3 separate regions of the Mus musculus genome follow, and all the other regions are linked to region 1. The links are chromatin contacts, called in public HiCAR-type and Micro-C maps. All regions are on one chromosome and are shown on one strand. Each heading gives the region's core, a stretch centred on a gene start, on an enhancer-like site or on the middle of the called end of the contact. The rest is flanking DNA. Distances are from core to core; before and after follow the strand shown.

Evidence for each region. A called contact is a pair of places that touch in the nucleus more often than the background predicts. HiCAR-type assays count read pairs that join an accessible place to other places.
Region 2: a contact with region 1 is called in a Micro-C map of embryonic stem cells, with 3 times the contacts expected there. The contact joins the promoter of Chst2 here to the promoter of Paqr9 in region 1. A contact is called at or near these places in 6 of 484 Hi-C or Micro-C datasets (all in embryonic stem cells) and 1 of 9 other capture datasets (pancreatic islet).
Region 3: a contact with region 1 is called in a HiCAR-type map of kidney, with 5 times the contacts expected there. The contact joins the enhancer-like site here to the promoter of Paqr9 in region 1. A contact is called at or near these places in 22 of 39 promoter capture datasets (the 3T3-L1 cell line, 3T3-L1-derived adipocytes, the C10 cell line and 14 more), 6 of 15 datasets of contacts at CTCF or cohesin (the G1E-ER4 cell line, embryonic stem cells, large pre-B cells and 3 more), 63 of 484 Hi-C or Micro-C datasets (the AtT-20 cell line, B cells, the BV-2 cell line and 29 more), 7 of 115 datasets of contacts at active chromatin or transcription factors (bone marrow-derived dendritic cells, embryonic stem cells, fetal liver and 1 more) and 4 of 9 other capture datasets (adipose tissue, embryonic stem cells, liver and 1 more).

Annotation. Positions count from the first base shown.
Region 1 is chr9:95,557,255-95,561,479 of GRCm38.p6, forward strand. Paqr9 (progestin and adipoQ receptor family member IX) reads left to right here and starts at 2,380. Exons shown (of 1, transcript NM_198414.3): 1 at 2,380-4,225. The coding sequence starts at 2,705. The coding sequence ends at 3,832.
Region 2 is chr9:95,405,170-95,409,394 of GRCm38.p6, forward strand. It overlaps Chst2 (carbohydrate sulfotransferase 2), which reads right to left and starts at 2,101. Exons shown (of 2, transcript NM_018763.2): 1 at 1,408-2,101; 2 at 1-1,304. The coding sequence starts at 1,122.
Region 3 is chr9:95,690,523-95,694,747 of GRCm38.p6, forward strand. It overlaps Pcolce2 (procollagen C-endopeptidase enhancer 2), which reads left to right. Exons shown (of 9, transcript NM_029620.2): 7 at 2,339-2,422; 8 at 4,102-4,225. Among named protein-coding and RNA genes, the nearest start is that of Gm39407, 14 kb to the right of the region's middle. Within about 2 kb of position 2,514, at least 18 of the 459 cell types and tissues checked have an H3K27ac peak or open chromatin away from gene starts, as enhancers often do. A contact at or near this core is called in the CH12 cell line, kidney, muscle stem cells and 2 more, where this site is marked.

The DNA of each region.
Region 1 (4,225 bases), core at 1,130-3,629:
GCCTCTCCTTCCTCCTTCACTGCTCCCGTCTCCCAGTCAGTCTACCTTCTGCTCTGCGGGCATTTGCTTTTGTAAGAATCTGACTGTGTACAGCAATGCTCTTCTTTAATCCCAGCATTCAGAGGCAGAGGCAAGTCAATCTCTAGGACTTCAAGGCCAGCCTGGTCTACATAGCAAATTCAAAGCCAGAGGGAGCTACCTAGTGAGAGCTTGTCTCAAACAAACCTAGTTCTGCATGTGAAAGAAAATCTGTGAAACTTCTCCCAATTATGTAAGTGAGCTGCTTATGAAACCAAGGGGTTGCAAATGTGGGAATTATGGTATGAGGAACACCGGTTCCAGTCCGCAGCTTAGGGTGTTTGTGGGGAAACAAAGGGAACATGAATTATTTTGTTCCTCTGACTTTCCTGTGGTTCCGAGATTTAGCATCCCCCCACTTGAATTGAATGCTTGACTCCTAATCGGTTTTACACGTTACCTCGGGTCCCTCTCCACGTGGTAAAGGAAGCTAGAGTTCAATTTTAAAGCTGAGGAAAACTAAAAGGGAAAGAGAGATAAATAAATGATCAGTTAAAAAACTTCAACCAAAACCCGAATTCATTGCAAACCCACTAGCCAAAAAATATGTGATAGGTCAGAAAGATATAACATTACCGTGCACCTTTGGCCTGATTGTGCAAGAGTTTGCAAAATCAACGAGTGGAAACTATTTCAGAGAAAAGGCTGAAACTTCCAAAAAGACTTGATTAATCCTAAACATTTACAATACAAAATGACAGTCTAGTTATAAACAACTTATCCATACTAATAATCTTCTTTAACCTCCTTACAAGATTCTGTTTAGTGATGAAGGTGGCCCTTTTGATTTTAAAATGAACATAAAATAAAAATTTAAAATTCAATCGAAAGCCTTTTCCTAAGTGGGATGGTCCTTCCTAGCAGTCCGATTCCTCCTAGTGAAGGTTAGTGGGTGTTCTAGTTTCATATATGAAGTCTAACAGCAGACTGCCTGTGTTCACATTCACCACCTGGGTGTACTCAACATGGCCATGGTGCCTCCATTTTCCTTATCTGCAAAATGGGGGAAAGAGTATCTAAGATATTTTAAAGCTGTAAGACATCAAGTGCCTAACACCTCAAAACTGTATGTATATCTTTGTTATACCAAGGTGAAGACTCCGGTCAGATGAAGCCACACCCGGAGTATCACTGAAAGATGGAACACGGTGAACATTTGAGACGTCACTGGGAGACCCCCATCTTGGAAGTCTAGGTTATGATATTTTTCACACCGCTGCTCATCACAAACCTCTGAACTCTTCAAGTCTCCTTTTCTTCGGGCCCCTTGCCTGAAGAAACTCATACTAGACCTGCCAGGTACTTCTAAGGTTAATTATGCATAGGTTTCTCTAAACCATCGATGCTAAGCCTCTAGGAACCCTCTCAACTCTCTTTTCTGGTTTGTTCTAGAAGACGCCTATAGTCTTCCCTCATCTGCTTCCTCCCGAGGCTCCTGCACAGCTCTGCTTGGGAAACCCTTTTTAATACATTCCCCGGCTCCTTAGAGGCGTTCTGAATCCCCAAACCATCATCTGAAACTGTTCCTGAAAATCCGTTGTCGAGCGCTCCTGAGCTCTTCATCGGATTCCTAGTTAAAGAAGCCACAGAGGAGTAAGCTGGGGCTTCCGAGTTGGTGAGTTGAGCTGAAGACCAGCTTGGGAATTGTCCCTTTAGGTCCCTTTAGACACCACAAAGAGAGAGAGGAGGAGGATAGTGACGCACCTGAATAGGTCCGCTAGAGTAAGGAAATAAACTAGGACTTGACGTGGATTGAGTAGGAGGGCAACACTCACACACACACACAGAGGGGGGCACACACACACTCACACACGGATGACAGACAGCAGAACAGAGAGGCAGGCAGCACCAGCTGTCTGACAACCGCCAAGCTCGGATTCGGACACCGTCTCTAAGCGGGTACCGCAGTGCCCTCCCTGACACCTCCGCAGGTTACAGTTAGAGCATCCCTCCGCCCAGCCCGGCTCCCCGCCCCCCACGAACTCGGGTCCCCAGTGTCCTCTAGAACGCCGGCGTGGCTGTCGCACTTCGAACCCCCTCGCCCACCCTTGCCCACCCTCTCGCCCTGGGCGCCGGCGGCCGCGTCTCTGGCCAGCCTCCGGCCCCGCATCAATCATTAACGCGGCGGCCCGAGCGGTCGCAGCCCGAGAAGGGGGGGATGGTAGGAGACGCAAGACAGGGGACACCTCCATCCCCCCGCCGCGGCGCAGACACCCTAACCCCGGGGGCCCCCGCCCTGCGCGGCGCCGCCCTCCCCCGCCAGCGCCTCGCGCACATCCCGCCTCCCGCCGCCCGCCCCGCGCGCACGATGCCCAGTCACCGCCGCGCCGCCGCCGCCGCCACCACCGCCACCACCGCCGCAGTCAGCCGCGCCACCGCCGCCACCGCAGCGCGGCCGGCCGCGGGCTGAGAGACCCGAGCGTGGCGAGGACGCCGCCGGCAAGCCGCGCGCGCAGCAGCAGCCTCCCGCCCGGTGCGCCGAGCCCCCGGAGCAGCCCGCTTCCAAGCCGAGGCCGCGTAGCCAACCTGCGGCCGCGGTCCCGCGCGCGCGCGCGCGCACAAAGGCTCCGACGGCGCCCGGCGCCCGCGGTGGCCTCGCGCGCGCCCTAGCTAAGCCCGGGGCACCATGCCGCGGCGCCTGCAGCAGCGGGGCGCCGGCGTGAAGGGACCGCCGGCCTCGACCTCCCGGCGCTCGCATCCCGCCTCCGCCTCCGCCCCCCGGAGCCCGCCGGCGGCCACGACCAAGCCGCTGCTGCGCTGGGACGAGGTGCCCGATGACTTCGTGGAGTGCTTCATCCTGTCCGGCTACCGGCGGCTGCCGTGCACCGCGCAAGAGTGCCTGGCCTCGGTGCTGAAGCCCACCAATGAGACGCTCAACTTCTGGACGCACTTCATCCCGCTGCTGCTGTTCCTCAGTAAGTTCTGCCGCCTCTTCTTCCTGGGCGGCAGCGATGTGCCCTTCCACCACCCCTGGCTGCTGCCGCTGTGGTGCTATGCGTCGGGGGTGCTGCTGACCTTCGCCATGAGCTGCACGGCGCACGTGTTCAGCTGCCTGTCGCTGCGCCTGCGCGCCGCCTTCTTCTACCTGGACTACGCTTCCATCAGCTACTATGGCTTCGGCAGCACCGTGGCCTACTACTACTACCTGCTGCCCAGCCTGAGCCTGCTGGACGCCAGGGTCATGACGCCGTATGTGCAGCAGCGCCTGGGCTGGCACGTGGACTGCACCCGCCTCATCGCGGTCTACCGCGCGCTCGTGCTGCCCGTGGCCTTCGTGCTGGCTGTGGCCTGCACCGTGGCTTGCTGTAAGAGCCGCACCGACTGGTGCTCCTACCCGTTCGCCCTGCGCACCTTCGTCTTCGTCATGCCGCTCAGCATGGCCTGCCCCATTATGCTAGAGAGCTGGCTCTTCGACCTGCGAGGCGAGAACCCCACACTCTTCGTGCACTTCTACCGCCGCTACTTCTGGCTGGTGGTGGCCGCCTTCTTCAACGTGAGCAAGATCCCTGAGCGCATCCAGCCGGGTCTCTTCGACATCATTGGCCACAGCCATCAGCTCTTCCACATCTTCACTTTCCTCAGCATCTATGACCAGGTGTACTACGTGGAAGAGGGCCTGCGCCAGTTCCTCCAGGCACCCCCTGCCGCGCCCACCTTCTCGGGCACAGTGGGCTACATGCTGCTGCTGGTGGTTTGCCTGGGACTAGTCATCAGGAAGTTCCTGAACAGCACCGAATTCTGCAGTAAAAAGTGAGCCTCCACCCCCGGAGGAGGCTATGGTTTGCCCACCGGTTTGCGTGGAGTTTCTGTTGTTGTTGTTGTTATTGTTGGTTTGTTTTCAAGTTTTGTTGTTTCCTTCTTTGCTGGAAGAGGGTGCTGCAGGCCACTAGGGAAAGGTTCCCTGACAGTTGGGGAATCCCAAGTCCACTGGCCTTTAGAAGAGGGAGATGGGAGGTGAAACAGAAGGAAGAGGGCCTCCGGGAAGAAAATTAGGGACTGTCTATGATATCCAGGGATTTTTGCAAAGACAGTGAGGATTGTGATTACAGATAGAGCCCCAAGCAGTTGGCTTTTCTAACAGTCTTCTGTGTCCCTTAGTGAAGGCAGGTATGCAGTGAAGAGGATAAACACAAACCCCTGGCTGCTT
Region 2 (4,225 bases), core at 851-3,350, 150 kb before region 1:
GTGGCCAGCAGCCTCCAGGAAGGGCATGCGGTGGGCTCTTGGATCCCGGCTTCGCACCACCTGTAGGCTTTCCCGGATGAGGCCGTGACGCGAGCGGATGCGGGAGCTGGCAACAGCACGAGGATCACGTACTAGGTGGATGACCTTGAGGTCCAAGGCTGGATCTTTAAGCAGCGGCGCCAACACAGCCACATCGAAGACCCGCACGCCCTTGATAACCAGCGTGCGGTACTTGCGACACTCCTCCTCGAAGCGTGCCAGGCGTTGAGGTGGGCACTTTTTGCACACGCGGTCGTCCACCAGTCCGACGACCTCCTTGCGGTAGGCAGGACAGAGTGGCGAGGAGCATACCACCTTGTTAGTGGCTGCCCCAAAGATGCCCAGAGTGGTGAGGTTGCGCCCCCCACTGCCTGCGGGGCTATACAGCTGGAAAACCGAAAGATCGCAGCGGTAGAGAGCGCTCAGCATGTCCCGCGCTGCCCCCTGCAGGGAAACGGCGTCCCCGGGGTACAGTTTTTGCCACACGTGCCACACAGGCTCATAGAGGAAGAACACCTCAGGGTTCTGGTTGAAGAGCTCACCGAAGAAGGACGAGCCCGAGCGCCACGTGGTGAACACATACACCAACTGCCGCTTGTCCCCTCCACCCCTGGTGCCTCGAGTAGCATTGCCCAGAGAGGCCGCAGCTCCTGCACTCCCAGCCGCGGCTGCGGGAACTGCCCCCACGCCCGCGGCAGGAGGGCGGTACGGGGTGCGGGGGTCCATGCGAGAGTGAGCGCGGGGTGGCGCTGCAGGAGGCGACCCCGGCCGTCCCCAGCCGGCCCCGGCCGCCCCTACCGCGGCACCCAGAGGCCCGTCGGGGTTGCACTGCTGCAGCGGCTCTTTATGCCACTTGTAGTCCAAGAGGTTGAGCATCGTGAGCACCAGTAGCAGTGCATAGCCCGCGCACAGCACCAGCGCCTTCCTGCGAAATACCTTCATCCCGAGCGGGGACGCAGGCCAGCGGCGTCCTGCGCGCCGGGGCCACGGCGGGAGCAGGGCCCGCTGCACGGCGGCAGGCGCGGCCGGCAGCGGCCGGGGAAGCGCACCGGGGGGCAGAGCTCGCGGCGAGCTGCGGCTCATCACAGGCACAGCCGGGGCCGGCGGCGCGGCGGAGGCGGCCCTGCAGCCCAGGAGGGGGACGCTGCAGGCCGGCTGCGGGCGCCGGGACTGGGGCCGCCGATCCGAGGCGGGCGCGGCGGCAGAGGCTGCTGGTCCCCGGCGCCCAGGGCTGGCTCTCCCATGGCAGCGGCTCCGAGAAGGACCTGCGAGGGGAAGCGGAGTGAATGGGTGAGCCCAGTCTCCGGTCCAGATGCCTCCTCCGCCTGAGTAACGCCCACCCTCTAGTCTGCGGGCTCCTCCACTCACCTGGAGCGGAGGGTGCGCCTCGGAGCGTCCCCAGATCCCCGACCGGCGGACTGTCCGGCTAGCACTCTCCTCGGTTTCTCTCCGGTTCTCTTCTGCTAGGGGTCCCCAAGCCTTCGAGGGAGCCGCGAGACTCCGCTGCCCTAGCCCTAGGCAGAGTTTTCCAGCAGCGGGCGCCCTGCACCCCGGGAGGGGAAACTTTCACCGGGCCCGGAGCCCAGCTCTGCGCTCCACCGAGCGCGGCGCGTCCCGGCTCCAGCGACGTCTCCTTAGGTCTCTCGGGACCGCTGCTTCCCTCCAGGCTCTGGGGCACGAAGCAGGCAGGAGGCGACAGTGGGGGGTGGCTTACATACGCCCCAGCTCCAGGCTGTTCTGCTCTCCATCGCTCTCTCTTGGCCTCCACGTAGCGAACCTTCCCATCCCTCCGGCGGCCGCGGATAGGGTGCAGCGCGGCCCCGCAGCGGCGGCTGCTTCTTCCATCACCCGGAGGATGTCCTGGCGGGCGGCTCAGGCGAGCCCCGGCGCTCCGTGGCCGCGGACTGGCCCAGGACTCTGTACACCTAGCTGAAGGCAAAAGAGCGGGACCCCCCACCCCCGCGTCACCAGCGGCTTCTGCCCTACGAGGTCCCGAGGCAGAGGAAGCCCCCGCCGCGGCCGCACTAAAGCGGCGCCCGGGAGGATGCTGCTACCCGACTCCCCCTACGCCGGGCGCCTGCAACGCGCTCGGGCCGGCCTCTGCGCGGCTCCTGCCAGCCCGCTCGGGGTTGGTGCGCGCCGCCGTCTGTCGCCCCGGCTCCTCCCCTTCGCCGTGCTCCCCTCCTCCTCTGCCTGTCCCACACCCGCCCTCCTCGCAGCTCCAGACTCCCGCCGCCACCTCCTTAGGGGCTGGAGATGCGACCCGGTTCAAGGAGGCGCTGCTAGGGCCTCCAGCCGTTAGTAGCAGAACAGAGCTCTAGGTGCGCCCGGGGCGCGGCGCCGGCGCCTGATTCCCAGCTCGCCCGCACAGCCGGAGACTTGGGTTCTCTGTAGCTGCACGACTCGGCTCCCAGGATTCGCTCTGGAGAAGAGTTGGTGATAAAAGTTTGAGCAGAAATACCCCGGACGTACGCTCCTTTCATCCCCAGCGGTCAGCACTGGTGTCCCCTCCTAGGACGCGAGCAGCACCGCCCAACAGCGCTGTGTGCAGCGGGAACCCAGTTCTGAAGCCTTGGCCCTGGTGCTAGCCCATTCCAGCGGGTTTGTGGTTTCTCCCTCAAGGAGGAAGTAATAAATCTTTCTGGGCCCGGGGTCACTGAAGAGGCTTCAGAGTATGCCTCTCCGCAACCTTTCCGAGTGTCCTGGATTTGGACAAGGCCACAAGGTTTCGATGATCCCACCCCCACCTCCTGCCCGGCAGATGTTCTAGGCTTGTGGAGTTTCCACCTCTGCTGACACCCTCTGAGACAGGGCTGCTGGGGGGAGGGGAGGGCGCTTTGTTTAAATTTGTGGTGTGATAGTGAGTCCATTGACTTTAAAGAGGAAGAGATGAGATCAAAGAACTTGATCGCAAAGGAAAACGTTTTTGGACGTTGAAAGTTACTTTTTAGTTTGGTCTGCGTTGGTTTGTATACTTTTCTTTCGCTGATGAGGGAATAAACTTCCATTGTAAAATGGGACAGCTACAGGATGGGTGGAGGTTAGAGGGCACATAGGAAAGATTGTACTCCAGTTTCCACCTAGAAGGGCAGAAAGATGAGTCATTGCGGTCCGGAGGTGAACTACTGATCACTGGGAGACTGATTGCCCCCCGTCTCTCAGAAGCTTTTACAAGTAAAACATAATTACTGCAAAATTATCATAGTCTACCTGGAGCAGCCCACCTCGGCTGATGACCCTCCTAAATTTAAAGCGTTGCCATTGACGACTTTTTTTTTTTTCAGGGTATTGTACAGAATCTTCTGGGTACAGGGATTGTTGAAAAAAAAATGACTTAATTCAATTGTTTTATGGCTTTAACTGGTTTGGTTTTGTTTCAGTTTGGTTTGGGATTTTTGTTTTGTTTTGTTTCAGTTTTTGTTGTTGTTGTTGTTGTTGTGTGGGTTTCATTTCAGGTTTTAAAACTTAAAAAATAGTATGATGTAGGACCAGGGAAATGGCTCCATGGGTAAAGGCACTTGCACCCAAGCCTGAGATCTGAATTTTGAACCCAGGAATCCACATGCTGGAAGGAGAGAAATGATCCTTATGAGTTGTTCTTTGAAATCCATATGTGCTCCCTGACACATAATCCTCCCATCCACATACACACAGGAGGCAAAACCAAGAATGTTAATGGTTTGACTTGGTCCCACTTTCCAGAAAAATCCATGTTATGAGTAAGGTTCAGCTGAAGTATTCCCTTAGAGTTCTAATAAAGTATATGAATAAGACATTTCTAGAGCATATCTTACACAAATTGGGATGGAAGAATGGAGCTCAGGTTTATTTATTTATTTATTTATTTATTCACTGATCGCAGCCACACACCCCTACAATTTTTTAAACACGCGTGTGTATAGGATGTACATGTGACACAGCACTGATATGGACATCAGAGGACAACCTGAAGAAGTTGTCTCTTCCCTGTGTGGATTCTGGAGATAGAGAGAGGTCTGCTGTTTGGTGTAGTGAGCGTCAAGGACCTTCCTGGACTAAGCCATCTCTTAGTCCCATCAAATTTCACATGTAACATTTTTTTTACAGTAACAAAATGAACTTTATTCATCTAGAACTATACTGTGACTGTTTACATACTTCATCTATAGACTTTGAAAGAGCTAGCTAGCTACAATAGGTAATGAAG
Region 3 (4,225 bases), core at 1,264-3,763, 130 kb after region 1:
TGTTTGGAACTCCAGTTCTAGGGGATCCAATCCCCTCTTCCAGCCTCTCTGGGCACCAGGCATACATGTGGTACACAGACATATATGTAGGCAAAACATTCATACACTTAAAACAAGATGCCTCCACAGACGCCTCCAGTCAGTCCGATGAAAGCATTTTATCAATTAAGAGTCTCTTTTCCTGGCTGTCTCTTGCTTGTGGCACAGCTTGACAGCTGACAAAGGACTACCCAGTACCATAAAGATATAGCTTCATCCTTCTACAATGCTTCTGAAGTCTTCAAAAAAAAATGTTTAAGACAAAGAGGGGAAGAAAAAGCACAAGAAACACAGAGAGACACAGAGAGACACACACTTTCATAAATCTCATTAAAAAAAACAAACCAAATCTGTAAGGTTTAAAAACAACCCCCTGACAACGTTAGGAGACAAAGACCCTGCAAGCCGCCATTGAGTTCCTTTTATGTCAGCCATCTACTGCTGGCTTGTGACCCACCCTTAGGAATGGTTTGTTTCCCCAGTGAGACTCCTTTAGAGAAAACTAATTTCTGTGTTTTAGGGCAGGAGGCTTTACAGCTCCAGTAAAAAACTGAACAGCTGCCCCATGCAGTCGTCTAAAATCTGAGCAGAGGTGTTTCAGGCCGTGTTGGCTGGTGGGAGGGCTGTGTGACAGTCTGTGTTCAGAACCCCAAGGCTACAGTTCACAGTGCAGCACAGGCAAGCACTGCCGAACACACCTCAGATCTAGATATCTTATGTGTTTGAAACTGAATTAATTTTCTAGCCATTGTGCATCCAGGAAACCCTTCAGCACTGCCAAGCCTTTTGTGGCAGCTCACATTCAGTTACAGGGCCCCACCTGAGCTGCAAGGGACTCTTAGCTAGGGTTTGTGTTGCTGTGATAAAATATCATCACCAAAATGCTACTTGGGGAGGAAAGAATTTATTTCTTCATATGTAGTCCATCCCCCAGGGAAGTCAGGGCTGGAGCTGGTGCGAAGACCATGGAGGGGTGCCGCTTACAGGCTTGCTCCTCTAAGCTTGCTCAGCCTGCTTTCTTAAACAGCCCAGGATTGTGAGCCCAGAGATGACACCATCCACAGTGCATGGTCATCCACCAAGAAGATGTCCTACAAACTTGCCTGCATGTCAGTCTTACGGAGGCATTTTCTCAGTGAAGATCGCCTCTTCCAAGATAGGGTTCAGTTTGTGTCCTGTTGTCAAAGGCCAACCAGCACAGACAGCTAAAGCTGTGAATTAGATGCCATTGGTGCCTCCCTAGTCGGGGCCGCTTGAACGCTTCCTATGCTCATCATATGTTACCTACAGAACAAAGTTACCGCCAATTGAGAATAACTGTGGGTCTAATTATACTTTTAACTGTGTCTCTGAGTGGATGGGACTGATAACTGTTTACTTCTTGAGATCCTAAGGAGAGCCAATGCCGGGTTCAAAATAAACAGCTTAGTGACGCCTCGAATCAAACCTAACACTTTACACGTGAGCAGCACTCCTAAGTCCCTGTGCTATTGACAACTAGAGAGCTGTGTATTTTAAGCACACCAAGAAAGCTCCTCTTTCCCTCACGAGAACACCAACTGATTCCTCTTGTGAAGAATTAGCCTGCGCTCTGTCACTTCAGATTTGTTGGGCAGCTTTTCTGTGTTTTTTCCCCCCTAAGCTGGGCACTCAGGTCAATTCTGTTATAATGTAAAGCATACATGCATACATATACATACATACATACATATACACACATACACACACACACACACATACACACACACACACACACACACATACACACACACACACACACACATACACACACACACACACACACACACACACACACACACACATATAAAGCAGTGGTTCTCAATCTTTTCCTCGGGTCATGTAGGACCATCAGAAACATCAGATATGTACATTACAATTCCCAACAGTAGCAAAATTACAGTCATGAAGTAGCAACAAGAATAATTTTATGGTTGGCGTTCATCCCAACGTGAGGAGCTGTATCAAAGGGTCACGGCACTGGGAAGGTCGAGACCCACTGCTCTAAAAGAAGCGAATGAGACTATATTTGGATTATCTTTGATCTCAGGTTTAACAGTCTGTAGAGAGGCCTGGGTTCCGTGAGGAAGAACAGTAGTTGGTAGCATGGAGAATGTCTCTTGCATGGTTCATAATTATTTCACTGCAATGGTAAGCTTGGTGGCTCGGGGAAATAAATGCTGATCTCAACTGGCTAGATTCTGACGTAAACACCAATTATATTTAAATTCATTTTCCTCAATCTCATGACTCCCTTCTCTGAATTTCTTCGTCGAATTAGGTCTAAAGCCCACTGTGGCCCTGTGTCAGCAGAAGTGTAGACGGATGGGGACTCTGGAGAGCAATTACTGTTCAAGCAACTTCGGTAAGAAACAGAAACCAGGCTTCTCTCTCTAATGAGAAACATGAGACGGTGTGCTTAATTTCACAGGCACTCCCATGACTTAGCAACACAGTTCATTTACCCACGGAAGCATAGTCCTGTCCACTAGAGCGTGTCCACCTGGGCTCTTTGAACTGTTTGGCTTCACAGTGAGAAAAATCAACTTTACAAACAGTTCTCACCCCTGGTGTCGTCCCCCCAACCCTGCCTGCCCCAGGTATCAGTTTAAAAGCTGACTCTTGATCCATGACACTGCTATTCGGTGTATTCTGATGGACTTTGTGAAAAAGCCTATATAGTCTTTTTTTTCACACACCAGAGAATTAATTACATGCTCGCATCTGGGATCCAGCTTAAGTACGTTCAATAGTTAGGCTCACATTCAAAAACTGGCCTCTCCCAAAAGGAGTAAGTATCTTCTCCGTACTGTCTTTTCTTTTTTTTTTTTTTTTTTTTTTTTTTTTCCATTTTTTATTAGGTATTTAACTCCGTACTGTCTTTTCAAAGTCCTAAGATAAAACGTGAAAAATCTGACACCCACCAGAAGCCCTTGTAAACTGGAACCTGAGGAGGGAGGAGCTAAGTGCTTGGGGTTTCTAAGGGATTTTTTTTCCAACTAAAAACTTGCACCATCGTGAAAACCACTTGAAAACAAAAGGTGCCAAATTTAATCTTATCAGGAAAAGAAAGTTGCTGCAGCCCAACAGGTTATCAAAAATAAGTCCCATTTCACCTCCGCCCTCACCTCCTCTCCCACTCTCGCCTCCAAGTTCTGGCTTGCTCGGTGCCTCAATGTGGTAACTGCCTGCAACCCCGGGTCTGTCTTATAGGAAAGGGATGGATTTTGTGCAGTTTTCATGCTGAGTTCAAATGACTGCATAAAAAACGGAAGCAAGTATTTGCAGCCACGCCTGGGTTAGTCTTCTGTGGAAGGATCTGCCTGCCTGCCCGTGCTTGGGAGCCCCCTGGTTTCTCTCCACTACAGCCTGACACTTTTCAGTGGACCCACATTACCAGGCATCAAAGAAAGGTGTTCTGGGAATTCCGATTTTAGGAGCTTGGTATATTACATAAGCGCTGGGGGCTCACACTGTCCTGAGGGGGTTAGGTTACCCGTGTCTAAAACCAGCTTTAGCTTATCATCTGTGGCTCACTTAATGGCACAGTGACCAAATATCACCAAGGGACGGACGGCGAGTTCTGAGCCGTGGAAGGAAACATTCCCGGGAGTAAGGTTTTGGTTGTATCGAGAGCGCCAGGTGCAAGCACACAGCTCTCACTGTGTTTTAAGTTCTAGCTCAGTTCTCTAACTTTCATTTTCTAAGTGAGATTAAACTGGGTTGCTAAGTGCTCGAGAGCAAGACTTATAACTCTATCCCTTAAGTGGTAAGGTATCCACGGGTTAGAGAGAATATTTTAAAAGGGTCTCCATCTCAGCCGCAGACTGCAGTTGGGAAAGCAGCCAGATTTCTCTTCTGGGAAGTTACACCCAAACACAAACATAGCACTTTTTTGTTTTGTTTTTGTTTTAACCTTCATTTTAGTGATTTAAAATTTGAGGTCCCTTATACGCGTGGATTTTCATTTCTGAAAGGTAAAAGAATTGAGATCGTTTTTCAGCTCTGCCTGGATTTGCCTTCACTGTGGGCTTCTCTCTACAGTGTTAGCCGGCACAGTTATCACGACCGTCACTCGAGGTGGGAGCTTGCACGCCACAGTCTCGATCATCAGCATCTACAGGGAAGGCAACCTGGCCATTCAGCAGGCTGGCAAGAACATGAGTGT